Regions from separate parts of the Mus musculus genome. Here regions 2, 3, 4, 5, 6 and 7 are each linked to region 1. Evidence: chromatin contacts called from public HiCAR-type and promoter capture Hi-C data. All regions are on one chromosome and are shown on one strand. The core of a region is the stretch at or near the end of the contact, and the rest is flanking DNA. Distances in the headings are between cores, read along the strand shown. Region 1 holds the start of Rnpc3 (RNA-binding region (RNP1, RRM) containing 3). Region 2 holds the start of Dbt (dihydrolipoamide branched chain transacylase E2). Region 3 holds the start of Cdc14a (CDC14 cell division cycle 14A). Region 4 holds the start of Gpr88 (G-protein coupled receptor 88). Region 5 holds the start of Vcam1 (vascular cell adhesion molecule 1). Region 6 holds the start of Slc30a7 (solute carrier family 30 (zinc transporter), member 7). Region 7 overlaps Slc30a7 (solute carrier family 30 (zinc transporter), member 7).

The links. Promoter capture Hi-C pulls out the DNA fragments that hold promoters and counts their contacts. HiCAR-type assays count read pairs that join an accessible place to other places.
Region 2: a contact with region 1 is called in a promoter capture Hi-C map of pre-B cells. The contact joins the promoter of Dbt here to the promoter of Rnpc3 in region 1. A contact is called at or near these places in 5 of 39 promoter capture datasets (the C10 cell line, cranial neural crest, frontonasal cranial neural crest and 2 more), 3 of 484 Hi-C or Micro-C datasets (CD4 T cells and pre-B cells), 2 of 115 datasets of contacts at active chromatin or transcription factors (astrocytes and embryonic forebrain) and 2 of 9 other capture datasets (adipose tissue and liver).
Region 3: a contact with region 1 is called in a promoter capture Hi-C map of pre-B cells, with 9 times the contacts expected there. The contact joins the promoter of Cdc14a here to the promoter of Rnpc3 in region 1. A contact is called at or near these places in 4 of 39 promoter capture datasets (cranial neural crest, embryonic stem cells, hippocampal neurons and 1 more), 1 of 115 datasets of contacts at active chromatin or transcription factors (astrocytes) and 2 of 9 other capture datasets (adipose tissue and liver).
Region 4: a contact with region 1 is called in a HiCAR-type map of astrocytes, with 5 times the contacts expected there. The contact joins the promoter of Gpr88 here to the promoter of Rnpc3 in region 1. A contact is called at or near these places in 2 of 39 promoter capture datasets (the C10 cell line and embryonic stem cells) and 2 of 115 datasets of contacts at active chromatin or transcription factors (astrocytes and pro-B cells).
Region 5: a contact with region 1 is called in a promoter capture Hi-C map of pre-B cells. The contact joins the promoter of Vcam1 here to the promoter of Rnpc3 in region 1. A contact is called at or near these places in 5 of 39 promoter capture datasets (cranial neural crest, embryonic stem cells, frontonasal cranial neural crest and 2 more).
Region 6: a contact with region 1 is called in a promoter capture Hi-C map of pre-B cells, with 6 times the contacts expected there. The contact joins the promoter of Slc30a7 here to the promoter of Rnpc3 in region 1. A contact is called at or near these places in 14 of 39 promoter capture datasets (the 3T3-L1 cell line, 3T3-L1-derived adipocytes, the C10 cell line and 9 more), 8 of 484 Hi-C or Micro-C datasets (B cells, CD4 T cells, CD8 T cells and 5 more), 10 of 115 datasets of contacts at active chromatin or transcription factors (the SCID.adh cell line, SST interneurons, astrocytes and 7 more) and 2 of 9 other capture datasets (adipose tissue and liver).
Region 7: a contact with region 1 is called in a promoter capture Hi-C map of 3T3-L1-derived adipocytes, with 9 times the contacts expected there. The contact joins the enhancer-like site here to the promoter of Rnpc3 in region 1. A contact is called at or near these places in 8 of 39 promoter capture datasets (3T3-L1-derived adipocytes, the C10 cell line, the HPC-7 cell line and 5 more), 5 of 115 datasets of contacts at active chromatin or transcription factors (astrocytes, embryonic basal ganglia, embryonic limb bud and 2 more) and 1 of 9 other capture datasets (liver).

What each region holds. Positions count from the first base shown.
Region 1 is chr3:113,628,341-113,631,901 of GRCm38.p6, reverse strand. Rnpc3 (RNA-binding region (RNP1, RRM) containing 3) reads left to right here and starts at 1,753. Exons shown (of 15, transcript NM_001038696.1): 1 at 1,753-2,039; 2 at 3,510-3,557. The coding sequence starts at 1,848. It also overlaps the pseudogene Gm17954.
Region 2 is chr3:116,511,196-116,514,756 of GRCm38.p6, reverse strand. Dbt (dihydrolipoamide branched chain transacylase E2) reads right to left here and starts at 1,687. Exons shown (of 11, transcript NM_010022.4): 1 at 1,566-1,687. The coding sequence starts at 1,616.
Region 3 is chr3:116,422,417-116,425,977 of GRCm38.p6, reverse strand. Cdc14a (CDC14 cell division cycle 14A) reads left to right here and starts at 1,946. Exons shown (of 16, transcript NM_001080818.2): 1 at 1,946-2,541; 2 at 3,321-3,411. The coding sequence starts at 2,493. Gm40125 (a long non-coding RNA gene) reads right to left here and starts at 1,727. Exons shown (of 3, transcript XR_867571.3): 1 at 1,295-1,727.
Region 4 is chr3:116,251,596-116,255,156 of GRCm38.p6, reverse strand. It overlaps Gpr88 (G-protein coupled receptor 88), which reads left to right and starts at 1,673. Exons shown (of 2, transcript NM_022427.2): 1 at 1,673-2,043; 2 at 2,425-3,561. The coding sequence starts at 2,497.
Region 5 is chr3:116,128,126-116,131,686 of GRCm38.p6, reverse strand. Vcam1 (vascular cell adhesion molecule 1) reads left to right here and starts at 1,999. Exons shown (of 9, transcript NM_011693.3): 1 at 1,999-2,383; 2 at 2,879-3,154. The coding sequence starts at 2,320.
Region 6 is chr3:116,005,618-116,009,178 of GRCm38.p6, reverse strand. It overlaps Slc30a7 (solute carrier family 30 (zinc transporter), member 7), which reads left to right and starts at 1,773. Exons shown (of 11, transcript NM_023214.7): 1 at 1,773-2,044; 2 at 2,244-2,345. The coding sequence starts at 1,965. It overlaps Extl2 (exostosin-like glycosyltransferase 2), which reads right to left and starts at 882. Exons shown (of 5, transcript NM_001163514.1): 1 at 642-882.
Region 7 is chr3:115,960,212-115,963,772 of GRCm38.p6, reverse strand. All of the region lies in intron 8 of Slc30a7 (solute carrier family 30 (zinc transporter), member 7), which reads left to right. Among named protein-coding and RNA genes, the nearest start is that of Mir669n, 18 kb to the left of the region's middle. Within about 2 kb of position 1,927, at least 73 of the 459 cell types and tissues checked have an H3K27ac peak or open chromatin away from gene starts, as enhancers often do. A contact at or near this core is called in 3T3-L1-derived adipocytes, embryonic limb bud and stem cell-derived neural progenitor cells, where this site is marked.

The DNA of each region.
Region 1 (3,561 bases), core at 504-3,003:
CTGCTGGCCCACAGGCTTTGCAATAGGTTTGGAATGTACAAGATCTATGAAGGTCAGGTGGAGGTGACTAAAGATGAATACAATGTGGAAAGCATTGATAAGACTATCAATGCTTGGCACCTGCACTTGGTATTTGGATGCAGGTCTTGCCCAAATTACAGTGGTACCCTGAAGGGAGATGTGAATGGAGGCTTGTCTATCCCTCATAGACCTAAACAATTCCCTGGTTTTTATTTTGAAAGCAAGGATTTCAATGCAGATGTACATCAGAAGCACATCATGGGTCAAAATGTTGCAGAAGAAATATTGGGTTGCTCAGAAGAAGGGCACACTTCCTCACAGCTCAGAAATGAGCTGCTGAGAGCTAAAGCAAGTTTCTATTAAGCTTTTTTTTTTTTAAATAAAGACAATAAACTTATTGACCAAGGCACAAAAACTGATGCACTTTCTTAAGAGCTTATGATAGATATTTGCTCCCATAAATACTGTACTGGTGTGTGGAGGGGAGGCATATTGTTTTATAGCCTCACACTTGTGAACTAATAATTTGATGTGAAACGGAACTAGATTTCCTCTGAGTGCTCCCCACTTTTTCTTTTCTTTCTTCCTTTCCTTTGTGTCTTTACATAGCTCTGGTTGTCCTGGAACTCAGTGTCACCCACGCTGGCCTCAAAATCACTTGAGATGCATCTGTCTCTGCCTCTTGGGAACTTAGAATGAAAGGTGTGTGCCACCATGCCCGGTTTCTGCTATATTACTCATAGTGAAATCAAAGAGATTTTTAAACGTAAAATTTAACTATTCCTTCCACACACTCTTAAGTCTGTCGGCTTCTGTTCCCATGAGCAAGGTTCCTAACAAACCTCTAAGGTTCACAAGATCTGTCTCTAGTCACTCAATATTTTGGTAATTTATCTCCCCATGCAATGCTTCCTCAAAGCGGATCTTTGAAGTACTGTGTACTAACTGGCTCATATCCATCAAGCAAATTAGAAGTAAAAGACACCCTAGGACTACGGAGTGAGCATACACATCTTGATTAATCTGTAAGGGATATTACTTTAGACCACCAGGGCCGAATCTTAGTCACAACAGTGTAGACTCCAACTTGGGTGCAAGGGCTCAGATCTCACCTATTGGTTAGCAATGAGTCTTAATCTACGTCAGTACTCTCAGTCGTGAGGTGGTGAGAAGAGAACTTACATCCATGAATACGTACGCTAACACATTTTTAGGTATTTACTCATGGAAGAAGCCAATTTTGTTTAATAAACAAACCGTGGCGAGAACTTTCAGCCTGTATTTGCCGACTGATAACGGCGTGCTCTCTCGCCTGCACTGTTGAATCTGAGGCTGGAGACTTGTGTTTCACCAGTCCTAAATGCTAGGAACACACTTGACATTTCCCGAGCGTTCTCCATTCACCAGCCAGATTCACTTTCTGAAAAATCTGGATTAAGAGCCCAGGGAGCAACAGCCCTTGCACGGTTCCTTCAGTACTTGATCCCTGGGATTACAGTATTTTTCTTTTGCATGACTGACGTTCTTCGATGAGATTGCTGTCCTTCTAACAGTGGCGTCTCTTTCAGTCTTTATTTTATTACAACCTCTCATTAAACTTAAAGCACGACTCCTAGGCGCTCTCCCCCGCAACAGTCCCGAAAAGAGAAGAGCGACTCTCCCGGAGGCCATTCTCGCGAGGAGTTCTCCTCTCGCGGGATTTCCCTGCGTCCAGAATCCTTAGCGCGAAGCGGAAACTATCTTCCGCTCAGCCTCGGTGACTGCGGGAGTTCGGCCGGAAGCTTGCGCGGAGGTTCCGTCTCTGGCCGCTTCTGCAGGGAAGCTAGATGGCGGGGCCTGAGCCGCCGATGCCGCTGTCCCGAGGCGGCCCAGGCTCCGCTTCGCTTTCTCCGCCCCGGGGAGACCGCACCCTCCTCGTCAGGCACCTGCCGGCCGAGCTGACGGCTGAGGAGAAGGAGGACTTACTGAAGTACTTCGGGGCGCAGTCGGTGCGCGTCCTGTCAGATAAGGGGCGCCTGGTAAGCGTGCGCAGCGGGCGGGGCGGGGCGGGGCGGGGCGGGGCGGAGCCGGGCCGCTAGGACCGGGAGAAACAGGACTAGGCTCGCGGTCTGCGCCTGCGCAGCTTGCCTACCAGAGAGGCGAGCATGGAATTGAACCTTGAGCCAGTTAGATTAAGGCTGAGCCACGCAGGGACTGTGTAGAGGTTTCTACCGGCGAGCGCACCCGCCCGGTCGAATTCAAAACTAGCCTAGACTTGAAAATACTGTTTCTGTTAGATTCTCATAGTCGTATGCAAGGTTTTTGGTTTTGTATTTTTATTTTAAAAAATTGCTTTTAAATCCTGGGTTGTAGAGCAGGATATACATAATAGCAAAAATTTGAGTGTAATAGACTTAATAGATTAACAAAATGCAAATACAAATATCCCTTAATTCAATCTAAATACAGTAGGCTCTCCTTGAATCAGATTGGACAAATTCAGAGTTCTAATAAACAACTCAAACTTACCAGTAATATAATTTGTTCACCTTTTTCAGGATGGTATTCAAAATAGAATTCAAATGAGAAAATTAGACTTATTACTGAAATTATAGAAACAAAGCAAAAAGAGACAATGCACCTTGAGGGGTGATTTCACTGTTAGTAAATGATTTTAAATTTTATCTTGTATAGACTGAAAAGACTTTTGAGTGAGATGAAAAAGGGTATTCCATATGTATAAATTTTTCATTTTAATAATGAATCAAGCTTCTCCATGCATCACTTTTGTGTGGACATGAAACTCACAGTCTAGAAAGGCTATGCTGAGGGTTTTTTTTTTTTTTAAGGTTTTATTTATTTATTATATGTAAGTACAGTGTGGCTATCTTCAGATCTCATTATGGGTGGTTGTGAGCCAACTTGTGGTTGCTGGGATTTGAACTCAGGACCTCTGGAAGAGCAGTCAGTTCTCTCACCCGCTGAGCCATCTCACCAGCCCTAAATGTTTTAAGAGTGATCTTTTTTGGAAAGAGGAGATGCTTTAAGATTTATTATACTTTTAATTATGTTGTACATTTGTGTATATTTTGGGGGTTTGTAGGAGTACAGGTGGTTATGAAGTTGCTGAACATGGACATTGGGACATCTTCCCAATGATGCCCTTGGTAAGAGCCCTACTGACTTTTACCACTGTCCCATCTCTCTGGTCCCCAGGAGTAGAGAGTTTTTTTAAAAATTGTGGTCTGTTGAACTCTTTGCTATTATAAAATATATTGTGTTTGTCCTTATTCATTTATGTTGAGAGGCAAAGCTGAAGAGCGTGCAAGTCCAAGAAGTCTGACCCTAGAAGATTCGGAACCTCTAGACTGAAACTAGTGATCAGTTAAATAGTCTAAAATTTCCATCCTTTCCGATACTTTCATTAATATATTGCATGTTTTTAAAATGTTACTTTTTATTAGACTTTTGAAACACTGGAAATAATATGTGCCTTAATTTTATTTCAGAAACACACAGCATTTGCTACTTTCCCTAATGAAAAAGCAGCAATAAAGGTAT
Region 2 (3,561 bases), core at 438-2,937, 2.9 Mb before region 1:
CACCTCATATTGTGCAACGGGAGATCTCTTGGACAGCTAGGGAAGACTAGAGAACGCCAGGGAACCATTAGCACAACTGGTGACTATATGCAAAGACGTGGGAGAGATAATGCAGGAAGTTGGAAAAGCGCAGAGGGCCAAAGCCAGGGCTTCTTTTTTTATTTTTTTTTTTTTTTAGTAGTCATCCATCACTTTATGACAGGTCTGTGTGAAATCTATTCACTATTAGATGAGCTAGTCTATGGACTCACCTTATGCTTACACAAACCAAATGGCTTAACTTATTGCCCACGTAAGCTCTATGCTAGCTCTTATACTACAAACCTGTCCAGCATGTCACTGTACTAAACACTGTGGGCACCCGTCACACCATTCTGTCTGTGTGTCCACACACATCAAACGATGGAAAAGGTCATAGGAAGTTGGCAGGTCTGTCGAGAGCCTATGGGAGCACTGTTGACGGAAGTCTTTGCGTGGTATTTAGAAGCTGGAAAGGAAAAGAGGGCAGTGGAATAGAGCAACTGAAGAGGAATATTGGTCAACTAGTGTCTCAGAATCCAAGAGTGGAGAGCTCTCGAAAGAAGAGTTGCCCATAATACCTACTAAGGTGCTGCTGACAAGAGTACCCTTCTGCTGCCTAGTTCCTACTTCTCTTCAGTCTCCGTACGCACTCACTAGTCCCCAGGAATTCCTCTCTGTACCCCCACTCCTCCATAGGTGTCCACCCTCAAGTGTCACAGGAGCTTTGAGCACTTGTTCCATAATAGCACGTCTTTCTAAAACCGTGGCTTTCTGTCTTTCCTTGCCTCCCTCTCTCCTATTCTCCTGTTCTAGGCTACAATGTTAGGAGGGAAAGGATGGTGGCTGGCTGTGTTATAGAAATATGCCCAGTGCCCAATACACACAGCAGGCTGGGAAGAAGGTTTGGAGAGATCAGGAGGCCAGCACTAAAGGAACATCTAGGGAAATGGGTAAAGTCTACGGTATCCAAAAAGTTATGTAATTAGGAAGAAACTAGATATGTAGTGGGATACATCTACGGTTGTTGCTAAAAGCTTGTGAGTGAGGGGGAACTGCAAATGGGGGTGGTAAATCGATGATTAAAAAGTTGGAACGACTGTGGACCAAGGGGAGAAGTGCAGCCCCGAGTGAATCAAGCTAGAGGCTTTTCTCTTCTCAGGTTAATAGTGCCAGCGTATGGCGCGCAGTGGGCTCTCAACAAATCTCGAAAGAACATAGCTGTGTCTGCAGTGCTTATCACAATGCCTGACATCTAGAAAGTACTCAAGCAAAGTTAAGCAGGTCAAAGGCCAGGATGTGGGTACGGTTGGGAAGAAAGCTAGTCGCCCAAAGCTAATCGTCAGAGAATCGCGCCCCGGGACGGGAAAGGAGTGAGTTTCCAGGCTCACTGGCACGCCACCTTCGCTGCCCTTCTGATTTGCATGCATCCTTCCATCACTTGCTCACAAGACGCGAGGCACTCGGAGAAGAAAGCAACACACAACTCCGGATAACATCTACTAAATCGATCCTTCCCAACCTTAGACCCATCCAACCCTGCTTACCAGTCTGACAGCGTTCTGGCTCCAGGTCCTCAGTACACGCGCTGCAGCCATTTTACTCCGGAAATAGCCACCAGCACACAGCTGGGAAAGACGCCTCCTCCAGGCGACCAATCCCCAGACCCGAGACGCACCTCCCTGAGCGGCCAATAGGAGAGAAGGAACGAGCCTCCCACCGGGCAGCCAACCAGGGCGAGGGGCGGGGCCGACTGAAGCCCCCCCCCCTCCCCCTTGAGAGGTGTAAAAGAATTGAGGGAGGGAGAAGGTAGACTTGGGGAGGACGACAGCTTAAAAATCCAGGACTTGGGTTGTTAAGTAGACGCGCATCAACAATCCATCTTTTTAGCTCAGATAATGGAGAGAAATCACGTTTAGGGGCTGCAGAAACTTGGGTTCAGTCTCCAGCACTCAATCAGGTAGGTCATAACAGCCTACAACTCTAGTTCCAAGGGATCCGACGCCCTCTTCTGGCCGTCTCGGGGCACCTGCATCCATGTGCTGTACATGCAAACAGTTGTGCACCCACACATACATAGATAATTTTTTAAAAAAGAATATGTTAAGGGCACACAAGAAGGGTCACTAATTGAAAACCTGAGGGGTCAGTAGCAAATTGTCTTTTCTGGTATTGTGCTGTAACTACATTAAGGGCAGAAAAAATAAGATGTTTCTATGTTTCATAGCAAGACTCTGATGCGCGACTTTTTCATAAGTCCATACAGGAACACTTCTCCATGATTAGGAATTCCTCTTTCCTGTATAGTGTCCTTGAGGTTGCTGAAATTGACTTCTCGTGTCTAAAATAAACATGTCATCACTTTGTCTTTGAGTCTTAGAAAATGTGGTCAGATGCATCATTAAGAAATGAGTCACAAACGTATAACCCTGAATTGCTTTGCCCCTTGAAGAAATGTCAAATTGAGCTCAAGTGGAACTGCTAAAGGAAACATCAGAAACCCAGCACTGTGAGGGTGACATGGGTAGGGCAGGCAGAGATGTCGCATTGTGAATGGAAGGCCAGTCACCCTGAGCTATGTGGTGAGACTCATTCTTAAACAAAATGAAACAAAGCCAGAGGGAGAGAATGAGAGAGAGGGAACTTTCTTTAATAGGTGGTATATAAATGCATACATTGTATATATGTTCAGTAAATTCAACGGTTCTTTCTTCTTAGAGAGAATAAAAATCTGCATCAATGTCTAAGGCGTTAGAGAGAATGAAACAAAACAGAAGGAAGCAGGGGCCAATAGAAACTCTCAGCACTGGAAAGTCGGTGGTTGTGAAACAAAAATCTCAGGTTTTTCACAAGTTGTTTAACTTTACACAGATGTACTATTGTGTAATGCACATTCATCTACTGTAGGCAGTAAATATAAATCATTGCCTTTATCAGAAAATCTGCAATAGACAGATGAGGTGACGAAAGTGTTTGATCCCAGAAGACAGTGGATCTTTGTGAATTTGAAGCCAGCCAGATCAACAAAGTGAATTCCAGTATAGCCAGGGCTGTTAGAGAAACCCTGTCTTAACAGCACCTCCCAAAATCGCAATAATCAAAAGAACTTGATTTTTAAAAACTTTTCCCATTATTTTGTTTGTTTTGTTTTGTTTTGTTTTGTTTTGTTTGAGACAAGGTTTCTCTGTGTAGTCCTGGCTGTCCTGGAACTCACTCTGTAGACCAGGCTGGCCTCCAACTCAGAAATCTGCTTGCCTCTGCCTCCTGAGTGCTGGGATTAAAGGCTTGCACCGCCACTGCCAGGCCCCATTAAACTTTTTATAGGTGCATTGAATAGACTTAGTAATCTTATATGTTCTTGCTTGTATAATGAGGGAAGGGAGTTAGTTGTTCCTAGGGCTCTTGAAAGATACTATGTAACTTTCTTCCATTCAGGCTTCTCTCGATTCTATCTTATTTTCAGGAAACAAACTAGTTTATCATCCTACGTCAGTAGATCCTGATTCCATATATGATTGTGTTCTTATCTTTGTTTGTAGCCGG
Region 3 (3,561 bases), core at 697-3,196, 2.8 Mb before region 1:
CAGTTGATAGTCAGATGAAAAACTATAAGACTTGTAAAGCGGCAGCTTTAGAAATGGGTTGAGTGGGCTTTACTGTTAGCTTTATAGACAAAGGGGCGAAGCCTACTGAGACTGACATGCTATGCTTTTCTACATATTTCATTAAAAAAAATCTCAATTACGTTTATTCCAACAAAATTGAAATTGTTCAACGTATTAAAACCAGGATTTGGGAGAATAAAGGTAACATTCAAGTTTTGAGAGGGTCTTTGTTCTTTTTCCTTCTTTTTTTTATTTTTTAGTTTTCAAGACAGGGTTTCTCTTCATAGCCCTGTCTGCCCTGGAACTCACTATGTAGACCAGGCTGGCCTTGAACTCATAGATTCACCTGCCTCTGCCTCCCAGGTGCTGTAATTAAAGATATATGCCACCAACCCCTGGCTATTTTAAAGTGTACTCCCCCTCCTCCTTCTCCCTTTTTCTTTTTGGGAGGTCTTTGCTTTCAGGACTCTTAGAATATGTAATACACTTCAAAAGGGTTCAAGGCTCATTACAACTTTCAGGACTTTTACAGTTGTAAAGTCTGTTTCTTTTTCGGGGTTAACTTTTGAATGTAAGGAGAGGGTGTCTTTTTAACTCCCTTACCAAGGATGTGTTTGGCTAGAATTACCGAGATGCTCTGAATAACTTTCCAGTATATCAAAGTAGTATCCACTTAGTTTTGTGCTTGTTTAGCTTTATGGAAAGCCGGCAGAGCAGAAGAATGGCCTAAGAATTGCCTCCCTGGAGTCAGTGTTCCAAGTTGCTTCAGCCGGCACTTTGCTCGAGCGCCCCCTCTCTCCCTAGAGGTCAACACGCAACTGCGAGCTTTCAAAGGCTTGCACAAATCCCCGTTTCAAGGAGAAACCACTCAGAGCGCATGCTCTGGTGATAGTGGTTCAGTAGCGCCATTTTCGTAAGGGAAGGGCTGGCCACTAGTTCCGTCCCTAGGGCTCCCAGCATTAAAGTTCTCCAAACTGGATCAAAACGTTGCCGAACAAGTCCGGGGCCTCCTGGAGAGGAGCCTTTGTACTCCTTTGCAACGCTCCAGCCAAGACTACAGAAATCTTCTGTTCATTTCTCTTGTGGACAAGAGATCCTTTTCCCTCTTCTCCCTTCGCCTAGGATAGCCTACAGTCCGAGACTAGAGCCTTACACTTCTGGTGTAATTTTGCGCTCACACCTGTGGCCAAAATGAAAGGACTTGGAGAACTGGACGGGAATTTTTTTCCCCCTTGAGAACAAAGCCTAGGTGAGAGCAGACTCTAGTACTTACAGGGCATCAGTCCGTGTACTCAGGAGCTAGGAGGTATCGCTTCTTTTGAAAATTGGTTATAAAGACACAGATCCGATAGTGGTGAGAATAGGGGTTGGTGGAAAGATAGCTAGCGGTACGACCCGACATGGAGAAGGTCTGAGGTTTTTCAATGTGTGTGTCTGCGCGCGCGTGCGTGTGTGTCTCTGTGTGTGTGTGTGTGTGTGTGCGCGCGCGCGAGTTTAGAAGAAACTGAGTGAAGCAGGAAAGAGCTTGAGAGACAAAAAAAAATCTGGTGTGGAAGAAGAGCTAGCCGGTGCAGACGTGGAGACAGCATCTCAGCCCGCCAGGCAGTCGCAGCTTCCTGGGAGGCATTCACTCCTCTCTACCCATCCTTTTTCATTCATAAGTTTGTGGCTCCGCCTGACATCCACCCCACCCCCACCCCACCCAGGCAGAGGGCCAAGTTTCCTGTGTAGCAATTGGTGAAAGGCAACAAAGCCTTAGCAACTGGCTCCTAGTGACCCGCGGGGCGCCTGGTAACTGGGGCCCGAGGCCGGCTCAGAGAAAGGAGCCGAGCTGTCCCTTTAAGGGATGGCCGCGGAGTGGTGAAAGTGGAGGGGGACGAGGGAGGGCGGGGAGGCAGGTCTGGGGGCGGACCTAAGAGGAGGAGGAGGAGGAGAGGGAGGAAGAGTTGCTGCTGAAAGGAGGTGGCGAAGGAGGAGTCTGAGCAGCTGCTACTAGCCCCGCGGACACCTCCGGAGTCCTGCCCGCTGCCGCACGAGTGGCCACGGGCGCGATCCGGGCCAAACGTCTTGTCCTCCATGATCACTTTGGGAGCCGGGGAAAGACTTTGCCCGGCCTTGGGAGCTGGTGTGCGCCGTCCAGGTTTGGTGGAGACGGTGCAGCGCGAGAAGGAGGAGCTGCAGCTCGAGAAGCAGCAGCAGCCGCCGCCGCCGCAGAGTCCGGATCACAGCGGTTACAGCCCGGGGCGTGTGCGTCCCGCGCCCAGCGGGTTCGGTTCCCCACGGAATGTCCCCGGGGCGCCCCACGCGCTGACCCTGCAGCTGCCTCCGCCTTGGGCGACTGCCTCCTCCCTCAGGCAGGCTCGGTGATTGGGACCGCGAGCTCCCAGCTCTTGGGCAGTGGGGAAGCCCCCGGGGGCGGGTGACCTCAGCTGGCCACGACCCAGCCCTCCCCCGTGCGGATCTCGCTTAAGATGGCAGCGGAGTCTGGGGAACTAATCGGGGCTTGCGAGTTCATGAAAGGTGAGGAGCAGCCACCCGGCATCCTCCGGCCCTTCCACGCCACTCCCCCCCCCCAACTCCTCACGGCTCACCCCTTTGTCCCAAGCCTCTATGCTGGGTTTCTTTTCGGGCCCTGTGTCCCTCAGTACTGCGGCTCGGCGCTCGGGCCCCTTCTCGCTACTCAACTCCCGGAGGACCCCCTGCTTCCGGCTTCTTTTTTCGCGTTCTCACTCCCTCTGCAGCTTCCTCGTACCCGGACAGTGCAGGCTTCTCTGCTTGGGATCCTCCTGCAAACCTATCTTGGTGGGGAGCCTGCTGGTTTTAATCCTCCATCCGCTAACTCTCTACTTCCTCGGTGGCTGGCCCGTGTTTTTGGGACACCCCCTACCCCCAACCACACCCCCCTATCTTTCCTTCCTTCCTCTTGAAGTCTGCTAAGCTGCAGCGGCAGAAGCTCGCCTCTTTTCCCATTCCACCGCAGCTGAGGTCTGAAGGTTTCCGAACCAAACTTGTGTCTCCAGTTTTGCGGGTACCCACAGCTCCTGTCTGCACCCGCCCGCACGCAACCAGGGGGTGAGGGAACTCAGAAGATGCTCTGCCCCCTGCTGGGTCTTCTAGCCTCTTAGCAAGATGTGCTTTTGGGGCTCTGTAGCTTTCTGGAAGATCCTGTTTCTCCAAGAATCCCACGTGTTAAAGGTCTTTAAACGATGTGTAGCAGTTATTAATCCTTTGTGCATGATCTGCACTCTCAGTCTCGCGTCCCTGCTTCTCATGTTCTGTCTTTTAAACTTGTCTTTCAGATCGATTATATTTTGCTACTTTAAGGAATAGACCAAAAAGCACAATAAATATCCACTATTTCTCCATCGACGAGGAGCTGGTCTATGAAAAGTAAGTCCCCCCCTACTTTTTTTTTTAGCACCCCCTGAACTAGTTAGTTTGTTGGTTCTTTGATAATCGGGTTCCTTCACTTTTCCCAAAGAGTTCCGAAGGTATTACTAGCTTTCTATAGCTTGGGGAGGGATGCACACTGTACGTAGT
Region 4 (3,561 bases), core at 424-2,923, 2.6 Mb before region 1:
GGAATAATCTGCCAAGGCTAACTGAAGGATGCCTTTCTTAGAATTCAGGACACCTGGAACTCCACACACCAGTCTTCTCTTTTATGTTAAATTTGTAAGTAAACAACCTTTGGTTGTTGTTGTTGGGGTGTTGGGTGTACCTTTCGGGGAGAAGTTCCCAAGTGCACAGGGAAACCAACACTTGTACCAAAGCAGATTTGAGTCCTGAGTGTGAGTCTCCATGACATCCCATATCATGAAAAGCTCAGAGGTCCTTCTCATTCATCCTATGGAGTCTTCAGGGAAATTGCTTTTCCCCAACACCCACTATTCAAAAATAGGCTTTAAACTTTAGTTTAATAATCACAGCAGGCCTGAATAAAAGTTGCTGAGTGTGTTCTGGGGACAGGGTGCAGTAAAGTGCCTGACAAACAAGTATCAGTCCTGAGTTCAGATCCAAAGTGCGCACATAAAAAGCCAGGCATGGTGGCACATATCAGTAATCCCAGCTCTGGGAGAGCAGGAACAGAAGATTCTTGGAGATCAGTGGCCAGCCAGCCTAGCAAAAGCCGTGCAGGTTCAGAGAGAAAGAGAGAGAGAGAGAGAGAGAGAGAGAGAGAGAGAGAGAGAGAGAGAGGAAGAAGGAGGAGGAGGAGGAGAGGGATCACCACACAGTTCCTACTCAGCACACACACAACTTCCCAGTTGTCATATCTTCCATTACATTGGCTCATTTGTCACAATCGATGAAGCATCCTGACACGTTTACATTGACCCCATAATTTACACACAGGTTCTCTGGGTGTTTATCTAGTAGGTTTGGACAAACGTACAGTGATGTTTTCCACCATCAGAGTACCATCCAGAGTAGTTTCCCTGCCCTGTATTCCACCTCCCGGTCCCTAGCCCCCCCCCCCCCCCTCCCGACAGCTGGTGGTCCCTGCAGTTTTACGTTTCCCAGTATGGAATACAGTTGGGCTTGGGCAGTGCGCAGCCTTTTCAGATGCTTCTTTTGCTTAATAACAAGCATTTCCGGTTTCCTTAGGTGTTTTATGTCTTGACAGATGATTCCTCTTCATTGCTAACTGGTGTTCCATTGTCTAGCTGGACGATGGACTCCATCTTTAGATCGCCTGACTATGGTACTCACACTTCTCTCATCCCGCCGAAACACAAGCCAAGAGGAGAGGTGTCTAGCGATGGGAAAAGGAATTGAAATTATGATTTGAGCTAAGGCTCGCATATTTTCTGTAGCTAATTACTCATGTCCCACTTTGCCAAGGGTGTGTGTGTGTGTGTGTGTGTGTGTGTGTGTGTGTATGTGGCTGAATTTCAATTCAAATGTAAGGTAATTTTCTCTGAAATTGTACTGGGGTATATTTATCTCTGAGAAAAGAAGTCTTACCTCCAGGATGATTCAGATGGAGATGAAATTTTACTCTAACATTTAAAGGAGAGGAAAAAAAGGAAGGAAAGAAAAAAAAATCAGGCAGAGTGAAAAATGAGACAGAATGGAGAGAGAGAGAGAGAGAGAGAGAGAGAGAGAGAGAGAGAGAGAGATTTGTTAACCACAGGATTCTCTGAAAAAGGTATTTTTCTCTTTTACAAGTTAGCAGTTACTGAATAATTCATGAAGCAGGGAAAGGCTGTCTTCTCCCTGGGTGATGGATAACTGAGCAGGAGAGGCTCCAAGTGGGTTTGCCACATCAGCCAGCGCTCTTGCTTGGAGCACAGGGTGCGCTCCTCTCCAGCTCAGTTTCTTCTGCTCTTGTAGCCAGGCATCTTCGCTGCTGCTGCCTGCCTGCCCACCCTTCTGGGCTTGCAGCCTACCGCTTGACTTTCTCCAATTCTACTGCCAGCTGAGGAGACTCCCCACAGCTGTTGGCTCCTGCCTGGGACCATGTGTGGGGATGCTGCACGGGAGAAGCAAGGCGCTTGCTCCTGGCACGGGTCCCAGCTCAGTTTCTCCTGTTGACTTCTGGACCACAGATGCTGCTGCCGAGGAGGTATTTCCTGGCATCTCTCCCTCTGCTATCACCAGCTAAGGACTGGCCCCAAATCAAGGTACCTCTACTCCCTCTCTTTGGCGTTTTTCCCAGCTAGGAGATATCTACTTTCTCTCGGTAAAGAGAGCTCCGGCTGGCAACACACATTCCCAACTCGTGTGTGTGTGTGTGTGTGTGTGTGTGTGTGTGTGTGTGTGTGTGTTTGGGGAAACTGTCCTAGGTGTGGATATGACCTTAGGGCTTCCCTGCTGCTTGCTGAGTGTAAAGCGGACCTTCTCTGTCATCGGAGACATTTCTGAGGCAGGCACCTGTCATCTGCCACCCCCGTTCTCCTGTTCTTTTTCACCTCCCTCCCTTCTCCCCCTCCTCCAGCCCATTATTCGGCTTCAGCCTTTTGTGTCGGTGACAGCGGGCTGAAGAAATGTTTTTGCCCTCCCAGCAGGCAAGTGCCAGGATGGGCCACGCTACACGAAGCCAACGCTAGGGCGCGAGGTGTGAAGAGTTGGCCAGAATGACCAACTCCTCCTCCACTTCGACCTCCACCACTACCGGGGGATCGCTGCTGCTGCTCTGCGAGGAAGAAGAATCGTGGGCGGGCCGGCGGATCCCGGTGTCTCTCCTGTACTCGGGCCTGGCCATCGGGGGCACGCTGGCCAACGGTATGGTCATCTATCTCGTGTCGTCCTTCCGAAAGCTGCAGACCACCAGCAACGCCTTCATCGTGAATGGCTGCGCCGCGGATCTCAGCGTCTGCGCCCTCTGGATGCCACAGGAGGCGGTGCTGGGGCTCCTGCCCTCGGGCTCCGCGGAGCCCCCGGGGGACTGGGACGGTGGCGGAGGCAGCTACCGCCTGCTCCGGGGCGGGTTGTTGGGCCTCGGGCTCACTGTGTCCCTTCTGTCCCATTGCCTCGTGGCGCTGAACCGCTACCTGCTCATCACCAGGGCGCCTGCCACCTACCAGGTGCTCTACCAACGGCGCCACACGGTGGGCATGCTGGCACTGTCCTGGGCGCTCGCCTTGGGTCTGGTGCTGCTGCTCCCGCCCTGGGCTCCTAAGCCCGGAGCCGAGCCACCGCAAGTCCACTACCCCGCGCTCCTGGCGGCGGGAGCGCTGCTTGCGCAGACGGCGCTGCTGTTGCACTGCTACCTGGGCATCGTGCGCCGCGTGCGCGTCAGCGTCAAGCGGGTCAGCGTGCTCAACTTCCACCTGCTGCACCAGCTACCCGGCTGCGCCGCCGCCGCCGCCGCCTTCCCCGCCGCCCCGCACGCGCCGGGTCCGGGAGGCGCCGCGCATCCCGCGCAGCCTCAACCCCTGCCGGCCGCTCTGCAGCCTCGCCGGGCGCAGCGGCGTCTCAGCGGCTTGTCGGTGCTGCTGCTCTGCTGCGTCTTCCTGCTGGCCACGCAGCCGCTGGTGTGGGTGAGCCTGGCCAGTGGCTTCTCCCTCCCGGTGCCCTGGGGCGTGCAGGCGGCCAGCTGGCTCCTGTGCTGCGCCCTGTCGGCGCTCAACCCGCTGCTCTACACGTGGAGGAACGAGGAGTTCCGCAGATCCGTGCGATCTGTCCTGCCGGGCGTCGGG
Region 5 (3,561 bases), core at 750-3,249, 2.5 Mb before region 1:
AAAAAAAAAACACTCTGTGAGTTCCACTGAATTAGAAACAGGTAGAATGCTAATTGCCTGCCTAACTTGGCATCCATTTCTGCCCTGCTTTACCGACAGAATCTTGATTGACATGGGGCATTGGCCTTTTCAGTGAGACATCAGTGAAAGCCCCCACACCCCCCCCCAACTTCTTGGGAAGCTCCTTCAAAGAAGGCAGGCTCCATGCCTTTGAGTCCTTTCCCTTTACTTTTTGTATTTTACATCTGAGACACAGACGTGATGTTTGGTGAAGGAACGGCCATAGGAAAATCATGATGATTAACCATATAAGGACTGCAGAATTAGGACTGGCTTAATCTTGGTCCTCAGTATTTGCTTCAAAAACAACTGATCCAACTTCAAACTTCAGGCTCTTGGGTCTCTAATGAAGCTGCTATAAAAGATCTACATAGCCACGGAGAGTTCTTTAGCTATATGTTAGAGTAGTGGTTCTTAAACGAGGAAGGATTTGACCTTGTGGAATCCACCAAATAGTTTTTTTTTTCACTTCCTCTGTTGTATGTACTATTCTCCTTTCCTGATAGGAATTATTTCTCCACTCACTTGGGTGAGAACTGATACCAAATAAGATGAGTCTGCATGATCCAAGTAGTTATTTATTTTTAAGTGTCAAAGACATGGATTAACATTTTCTTACATGCCTTTGATCTATGGAGAAGGTGAGAATCAGTAGGGGGTAGTCTATACTCTCCTTTTATGACATGACATTGTTGAGGTCCTCTAGATGACATGGCAGCTAATGTCATCGATCCCTGGATATGTCGTCATAGCCCTAAAATATATCCCTCAACTTCCCTTTTATACTTGCCTCTCAGTGGGAGCCACATGTATTCTCAAGAGGGAATTCAGAAGTCTCTCCTGCCAGGTTGGAGCAGTTGGCGACTGTGGGTCTCACTGATAGCCTTTGTCCAATGACATGATACTGTTAATTTTACATGTGCCCAGATGTCTGGGAACTATACCTTTCTTGTGGAATTATTTTTTTCTCTCACGTGGCACTTATGAACTACATTCAGTATTTTGAACGTTTCTCTTCTAGATTTTAAACATCTAGAAGATGCTGCAGGTTTTATAGTCGTTATATATAAAACCATTATATATATATATATATATATATATATATATATATATATATATATATATATGGAATAGAAACAACTATGAATAAGAACTAGTCCTGGCCATGCAGGGAACTGATAATGCCATGTGGGAGGTAAACCCACATGTGTATAATACAAGGAAGTGGCTATTCCGGTTTCTTTCTGATGGGCAAGCATTTTGCAAGGACATGGGCTATGCATGTGTAAGACCTACAGAGGCATTTAAGACACTTAATTGAGTCTTTCAAAAAGTCATTTCACTGGGAGTAGAAAATAATAATAAAAAAATGGTTGTCAATTCATCTCCTAAAGCTAATCTGTTTACATATTCAATTGGACTTGTGGCTAAATAATGCAGCCAAAGAAATCCACCACAAAAATTTAGCAGACAGATCCCATTTTTTAGCGTTCAAGTCTGCAAAAGACTTCCTGTCATCCAGCAATGGGTCAAAGGGCTGGGGCATTGTCAAACAAAAGAAAAGATAATTCCCTTCATTCTGCATCAACGTCCTTTCATTTACTACTTCAGAAAGTTATTTCAGGGAGGTTTTTTTTTTGTCAAAAATTCACTTATGAATAAAAGAGTATAAAAATAAGAACTACTGACTCACATTCTAAAAGAGTGACTCATGATAATGGGTCAATAAAAACAAATAAAGGATATTTTCCTTTTTTTGTTGAAAGAGAACAATTTTTATTTTTTAAATTGCAAATGCATTTCTTAATGAAGAAAAGTCAGTGGTTATTTACTGAGTGATCTCTGTCTTTGCTGTCACACACACACACACACACACACACACACACACACACACACTGTTGGCAGTTTCATTTTGCAATCATCTTTTCAGGAGAGATAGCCCTTTCGGAGCTGAAGGTCAGGAAAAGCCAGAGATTTATATACTTGGAAGTGTCGTGTTTCCCAGGACTCAGAATGACTTCAGCCCAGAAAGCAGCTGAAGGGGTTAACGTGGGGACTTGGCTGGCTGTCAGTTAAACTTTTTCCCTGGCTCTGGGTTTCCCCTTGAAGGGATTTCCCTCCGCCTCTCTAGCAAGACCCTTTATAAAGAGCAGACTTTCTATTTCACTCACACCAGCCCGGCTGGCTTTGGAGGCTGAACACTTTTCCCAGACACTTTTCACGTGGGGCACAAAGAAGGCTTTGAAGCAGAGACTTGAAATGCCTGTGAAGATGGTCGCGGTCTTGGGAGCCTCAACGGTACTTTGGATACTGTTTGCAGTCTGTAAGTTCCTGACCTATTTCACACATCTACAGCTTCTGGTGTACTACAGAGCTTTGCTATAAGAGCCAGTATTCTGACAGAGCTGGGGACGGATTTTCTTTCCACTGTCAAATGAGTAATTTGGATTATATCGGTAGTGGGTCTATCTCTTTAGTTTCCTGTATTCGACAATGAAATCAAGCTTAGAAAGTGACAAAAAAAAAAAAAAAAAAAAAAAAAAAAACTTTGTGCAATGGGCTTCAAAGTCAGAACTGAGCATTCTTCTTCGCGGTGACGATTCCAGCACCTTCCTCAAGAGCAACTTCAGGGCTTTGGGTCTGTCTTGTGCTATTAGTCTGAGACAGTTTAAAAAGTAGATCATCCCAGCTGTGCTTTGGACACTGTATTGCTGCGCAAGAGAAAAAGGACACAGTATGGGGCAGACCATGGTAAACTTGTTCTCTCTCTCTCTCTCTCTCTCTCTCTCTCTCTCTCTCTCTCTCTCTCTCTTTTCAGCTCAAGCTTTTAAAATCGAGATCTCCCCTGAATACAAAACGATTGCTCAAATCGGTGACTCCATGGCCCTCACTTGCAGCACTACGGGCTGCGAGTCACCATTGTTCTCATGGAGAACCCAGATAGACAGCCCACTAAACGCGAAGGTGAGGACGGAGGGGTCCAAGTCCGTTCTGACCATGGAGCCTGTCAGTTTTGAGAATGAACACTCTTACCTGTGCACAGCAACATGTGGCTCTGGGAAGCTGGAACGAAGTATCCACGTGGACATCTACTGTAAGTGAAGGAAGGAGCTTTTGCTTTCTCTTGATTTTGTTTGAAAAAAAATTAACGATATATTAAACAGAGACTTTTAAAGAGTATCTAGATTTTTAGCTAGCAAATGCACAATTTCAATAAAGCCAGAGAAAGAAGAAGCTAGTTAAGAACAGGAAACTAAATTTTAACCCCTGTGTCCTTGTTTGCCAAAAAAATGGTGCCCATGTAAAAGAGACTCACACCTTCTTGGCTCCAGTTCTTAGCGCAGTGTGAACCTCCCCCTGGTTCTATTAGTTAGTTTTTTCCCCTCTAATCTTCCATTTGGGGGTATTTCTACACGTTCATGTATTAATGTATCCAAAGGATTGATGAGTTCCTTCTTTCTGGGATCTGCTTGTAGGCTCGGGAACTCTGAGAGTATGCAA
Region 6 (3,561 bases), core at 524-3,023, 2.4 Mb before region 1:
CAATAACAGGTAATATGGGTTCCTCCCTATCTATGCCAGCTAAGCAACTTCGGATTTACAACAGTGCAAGATGGAATACAGAATTTATTTCCAAAGGCAGGATAAAAACCACATAGGCTCAAATTGCAGGTGACCTTAATGAGAAGGCTGGAAATCCATTGCTGAAACTTGATTATTTTGATATACCATCCCCACCATCATACTTAAATAAAGCAGTCTTCAAGGGGGAAAAAATCAATTGCAATAGCTATTTTGCCTTAAACGACCTCGTCTGCAGTCAGTTCTGGCTTCCTCAGCAATGCAGTAGGGTAGAATTGAAAAACTGCTCTGAACAACAACAACAGAGTAGCCTTTAAAAAGTAAATGCTACTAATTGAGAATATTTGCTTACATGACAATAATGGTCCAAGAAAGGCAAAGACAAAAGAGACATGTTTGTCCTAGAACTTATAGAATCAAGCCGTTTGTTACCAGCAGTTTTTAAAGAGGAACATTAAAAAAAAATCAAGATCTATTTTCAAAAATCTAAATTACAGAATAAATCCTTCCTACCCACAAAGTTCCAAGAACGAGGGCAAAACAAGCAGAGGTCCCAAATGGAAAGATAAAATCAATGAAAGAGAATTTCACAGTTGCCTCACCTCTAGTGCAGAAGATTGCAGCGGGGCCAGCGGGTTTATTTGCAGCTTGGTTAGCATAAATCGAAAGGAGAGTCTCCTTTGCTTGCCTCTTTTCCACCCCTTTCCTAAACCGGGCTTCCAACCTCTCTGCCCGTCCAATTGATAACCTAGGAAATGCGCCGCCTGCAAAGTGAGTGCCTGGAGCAGGGGACAGTTCCTGAGTGGCCACCCCTCCCTCGCTTTGGGTGACGCTCCACTTCCTGTTAGGCAAAAAGGCTTTCCCAAGAAGCTCGGTTTTGTAGTTTCCAAGCCACCTCCCCAAACCAGACCCCCTTTCCGGGTTTCCCCTTCTAGGTAATAACTTTTAATCATTCACGTGATCGGCCAGCTGACCTTGTCTAAACAATCCCCTAGAAAGATGCTGGAGAGTGTCTCTCTAGCCAGCCCAGGCCCACAAGGCTCATCCCCAGCCTCCCACCCAACAGGCTTGTATCTGCACCTCCTGAAATGGACCATAGTGACAGCTACTGTCTTGGGGGTGACAAGGATGCTAAAGGAACCTGTCTGCGGTTGCCTTCAGGGCTACAACCGAATGAGGTTGCAGGGGAGAAACAGCAAGAAGCGGACCTCAAGGCCATAGTCTATGGCCCTCTTCCTAAAGGACGTTTTAAAATACCTTTAAGTGTTTCTTTTGCAAAGCACTCAACGATCGCGTCCCGCGTGACGGTTTCCGCGGGTGGGGGTGGACTCCCTTAGCGTTGACCTCGGGAAGCCATTCTCGCACATCCCGTGCAGTGGCGGCGCAGCACGTGGCCGCCTGGGCTTTTCAGTGATGCTGCCTAAGGCACAGCGGGGATTTGAGGTCCTTTAGGGGGTTAATGCTGAAGGAGCAGGAGCGGGCTGCACTGCATCCGGGGACGATAGTGATGGGCGATCTGGGTGGGTGACAGCGGGCCCTGAACCAGTCAGCCACGTCTGCAGAGAGCCAGCAGGGGTATCTTTCGTGAGTTCAGGAGATAGGACCCCTAGCTCAGCTAGAGATAGATCCCCAAGCTTTCAGCTCGGACTTTCCGCAGCCCCCAAGCCCCGCCTCCTCCCCGTAAGCCCCTCCCCTGCCGGAGTCCCCGCCCCCGCCTCCCGCTTTCCCGTCCCAGGACGCGTTGCGCGGCCCGGGCCGGAAGTCCTCGAATTCCCGGGTGTGTGTCTGTGTCTGTGTCTCGCGGCGGTGCCGCGGCGGTCAAGCGCTTTGGGGTCCGCGTTTGAAGCGTCACCGCTGTCACTGCCGCCACCATACCGAGTCACTTCTAGAGGGACGGAGACCCGGCCCTTCGCCGGGTGGAGAAGATGTTGCCCCTGTCCATCAAGGATGATGAATACAAACCACCCAAGTTCAATCTGTTCGGCAAGATCTCAGGCTGGTTTAGGTGCGGGGTGCTGTGATTGCTGGGAGGGGGCTGCCCGGGATGCTGAGACAAAGCTGGGTGCTAAGGATGGCCTGAGGTCCAGCATGGGAGCGTCACCCTCCTGCTGTGGTGGAACGAGCATGCGGACTGGGTGGGTTTTGAGGGGTCCCCGCAACCCCCTTGGCTCCTGCTTGCTTCTGATCACCTGTATCGTGCCCAGGTCCATCCTGTCGGACAAGACATCCCGGAACCTGTTTTTCTTCCTGTGCCTGAACCTCTCTTTCGCTTTTGTGGAACTACTCTACGGCATCTGGAGCAACTGGTAACCAAAGGGGAAGATGATTGGGGCGGAAGCAGAGGGTGAGGGAGACAAGCCACTATTTGCTTAGTGCCACGTAGCTCCTTACCGGCAGGTTCACGTCTTACCTTTGCCACTACCACTTTTGCTGAGTTGCTCTCAGCGTACTCTCACCAAAAGGGAAGGGCTGCAGTTCTAAGATCGGGGACTCTCATTTCCTGCAACTCCATTAAACAGAACTGACAAACAGGCCCCCTCCTCATATTTTTTTTTTACTTTTTTATTTGGCAGATGCAATGAATCTCTTTAACAGCTTGCCTTAGCTATGCCTCAGGAAAAATGAGAGGATCCTGTTAGCTAACCTACCTGTGGGTGTGGCTTTTTTTTTTTTTTTTTTTTTTTTTTTTGGATTTCACTCCTAAGATTCTGAGAGAGAAAGATCTGAATGGCCCTGTTAAATTTATGATTGCCTTTGAATGACTTTTGAAGAGGTTTGTGAAGAGACCGTTGGCAAAGCATATGCCATTCTCTTTTCCAGTGAAACTGTCTTAGGATTTTCCTTGTATCTTTACTGCAGTAGAAAATCCCATACAGTTTTCTGAGAATGCCATTTTGACTTGAAGGCTTTGGTGTCACCTTTGGGCTTTTTTGTTTGTTTGTTTTTGTTTTATGGTGTCAAGATTTGGGTCGAAGAGAGTCCGGTGTCGCTAAGGAAGTAAAGTCACTGGAATTTAAGTATTTGCTGTGGGATAACTTCTGGGCTTGTGAAACTGCTCTGCAAATAACAGAATGAGCACACTTCTGAAGTGTGCTAACTCCATTTCTAGATTTTATTCCCTTCTAAGAATCGATAAAAGAGGGGCAGAAGTTGAGAGTGCTCACTGCTCTTGCAGAGGATCAGGATTTCGTTCTCAGCACCATATCTGGTGGCTCACAACTGCCTGTAACTCCAGCTTCAAGGGTCTGACATTCTTTTCTCCACCTCACAGGCACATGCACACATGTGACAGACACAGAAAAACAGAGACGTACAGACAGACACACACATGCAGGGATAAAAACAAAATGTTAAAGAAAGAGACTCTATTAGAAGATGGGGGATATAACTCTCCCAGGATCTTTAGGCGAGTTACATAGGATTGTAGATTAACCTGTGCCATTTATGGTCTATTTTTGTTACTTCTAGTAAACTAACTTGGCCTCTGTCTTTTAAAATCCATTTTCAGAGGGGTAAAAGATC
Region 7 (3,561 bases), core at 678-3,177, 2.3 Mb before region 1:
TTACTGGGTAAGAAACACTCACTGTACTGGGCACTGATTTAGATCACAGGTTCCAGGAGATTAGTATAGTTATGCATGAGCCACATTTCCAGATGGGATCATTTCAATGATCTGTTCTCTACTACTGGGTTTATAAAATTCTAGATTAATAGTAACCGCCCATAACCATGGGTTGATTGTACTTGTTTAGATACAACCACATGTCTAAATGGACCTACCTATTAGAGACTGAATGTCTTTGTCTTCTTTTGTCCATTAAAAGGTTTTGCGTGTGGCTAGAGAGGGGGCTCACTAGTTAAGAGGACTTGCTGTTCTTGCCGAGGTCCCAACACCTGTAACTCTAGTTCCAGAGAATCCAATGCTCTCCCTTCCCTTTCCTCTCCTTCCCTCCCCTCCCTCTCCCCTCCCTTTCCTCTCTTTCTCTCTTTTTTCCCTCCCTCTCTCCCTCTCTCTCTGTCTGTCTGTCTGTCTGTCTGTCTATCTATCTATCTATCTATCTATCCATCTATCTATCTGAGACAGGGTCTCACTGTGTAGATCAGGCAGGCCTTAGACTCAGAGATCCACCTGCCTCTGCTTGCCAAGTGCTGAGATCAAAAGTGTGCACTACCACACCATTGTGTTTCATTTATTGTTGGATATTTGTTCTCAGACTTAATTACTTTTAAAACTCTGAAGTTTTTTTTTTATTAACTATGATTGTTCTTCACAGGTTTTCATAATGTATATGTGTTTTTAAAAGGCTTGAAGATGTCAATTTTTATTTTTTAAGTGTCTGAGTGTTTGCCTACACTTGGGTATGTGTATGTTTCATGTGTATGCCTGGTACCCAAGGAGGCCAGAAGAGGGCATTTGATGCTCTAGAGTTTTCATGAGAGGGTTGTGAGCCGCAGTGTGAGTGCTAGGAAATGGTGTGGTCTTCTGCAGGAGCACCAAGTGCTCTTAACCTTGAGCCATCGCTCCAGTCCCACTAAATTACTTTTATTTATATGTATCTAAGTGTGTCTGTATGCATATACACACATCTATGTAAGTGTCCATGGAGCCCAGAAGTGGGCATCAAATCCCCCTGGAGCTACGATGATAGGCGGTTATTAGTTAGCAGATGTGGCTGCTGGGAACTAAACTTGGTTCTATTCATTCTGCATGAGCAGCAAGTGTTCTTAATTGCCCAGTCATCTCACCAACCCTGATACTTAGTTTATCTTATTTATAGTTACTGCTAGTTTATTTAATTTACTTTTGGAATGTGGTGGAAGTCTTTCCCTAAAAGCTGTATCTGAAATAAAACTTGAATTTTTCATTGCAAATTACTTTCAGCAAAGAGTAAATGTTGCTCATTTAACCTATTAAAAGGTTTAGAAATTAATTTTATGTTTATTGTATGGTTATAGAATTACGTTCAGCTTTTGAAAAATGAAACCATTACTTTGTAATACGGTAAATTCATGCCTAATGAGTCATCATCTCTTTTCACTTATGATAGGAAAGAAGAGTTCCATTGTGAAAGCCAGAATGGAGTTAGTCAACCAGAAGCCAGCCTCTAATTGTTTCCAAATGCTTACTTTAACTTTCCCTGTAGGGTTTGGATGTAGCTCTAATTCTTAGCTCAGTCAGGAATTTGCTAAGCTTGTCTTTTCCTGCATATCCTTTCATTATGGCTAGATAGAGCCATGCTAAAATCCGTTTTATGGTTCCCCGTTATGATAGTTAATCAGAAAAATATGGGTAAAAACTCCTGAGCTAAACACAATTTTAAATGGCAAAATCTGGCATTGCTACATACTTTTTTTTTTTTTTTTTTTTAAACATCTTATGGACTTTGAAAATGACCTTGGTTCTGAATTGCATCTCCCTCTGTGAGTGAGCTGGTGGTTTCCCGGAGCAGTTGGGTGTCCAACCACAGCTCCTACAGCTGACATTCTAACACCATTTCAGGTCATTGTTAGGAAAGCCATGTGGCATATTTGTGTGCTGCCGTGAGGGTTCTGCTGTGCTGTACTGGCCGTTCCAGTTTTCTTAGAAGCCAAACAGGGAAGGTAATGGGAGCCCTATAAGTGGGTAAAGCCCTTTCTGACTCCCCCTTTCCTTTTCTTGAGAAATGAAGACGTACGGAAAAAAAACCCAAAAAGTAAAGATTAAATGTACTGTAGTCACTTCATTTCTTTGCCAGACTCCTTTATTTTACCCAAGGAGTCTTCATCGATGTCTTGCTAGTGTGTACAGTAGATAGAATCAAGTGTTGCTTTTCAGCTTAGGTGCCAGGATTCGTAACTATCAAACTCATTTCCTCTCTAGTTAGTTTCATTCCCAGCCTTCTCTGACCTACAGAGCAGCCTGCATTGTTTTGTAGGCCGGCCTTGTGTGTGTATTTTCTTCCTTCTGGGACACGTGTTCTGATGGGGATGCCTTTCCCGTTCCTGTGGGGTTCACTTTCTCAGCCTTTACTGTCTGCACGAGTGCTTTTGCTCTGTTAATAATTTCATGTGTTCTAAAAGGGTTAGTACGTTTTCCTGACCTAAAATGTACTCTTTTTAATTATGTTTAGTGGAATTAGCTATAAATTAGGTTCTCTTTTTTTTTCCATTTTTCATTAGGTATTTAGCTAATTTACATTTCCAATGCTATACCAAAAGTCCCCCATATCCACCCACCCCCACTCCCCTGCCCACCCACTCCCCCTTTTTGGCCCTGGCGTTCCCCTGTACTGGGGCATATACAGTTTGCGTGTCCAATGGGCCTCTCTTTCCAGTGATGGCCGACTAGGCCATCTTTTGATACATATGCAGCTAGAGTCAAGAGCTCCGGGGTACTGGTTAGTTCATAATGTTGTTCCACCTATAGGGTTGCAGATCCCTTTAGCTCCTTGGCTACTTTCTCTAGCTCCTCCATTGGGAGCCCTATGATCCATCCATTAGCTGACTGTGAGCATCCACTTCTGTGTTTGCTAGGCCCCGGCATAGTCTCACAAGAGACAGCTACATCTGGGTCCTTTCAATAAAATCTTGCTAGGGTATGCAATGGTGTCAGCGTTTGGATGCTGATTATGGGGTGGATCCCTGGATATGGCAGTCTCTACATGGTCCATCCTTTCATCTCAGCTCCAAACTTTGTCTCTGTAACTCCTTCCATGGGTGTTTTGTTCCCAAATCTAAGGAGGGGCATAGTGTCCACACTTCAGTCTTCATTCTTCTTGAGTTTCATGTGTTTAGCAAGTTATATCTTATATCTTGGGTATCCTAGGTTTGGGGCTAATATCCACTTATCAGTGAGTACATATTGTGTGAGTTTCTTTGTGAATGTGTTACCTCACTCAGGATGATGCCCTCCAGGTCCATCCATTTGGCTAGGAATTTCATAAATTCATTCTTTTTAATAGCTGAGTAGTACTCCATTGTGTAGATGTACCACATTTTCTGTATCCATTCCTCTGTTGAGGGGCATCTAGGTTCTTTCCAGCTTCTGGCTATTATAAATAAGGCTGCTATGAACATAGTGGAGCATGTGTCCTTCTTACCAGTTGGGGCATCTTCTGGATATATGCCCAGGAGAGGTATTGCT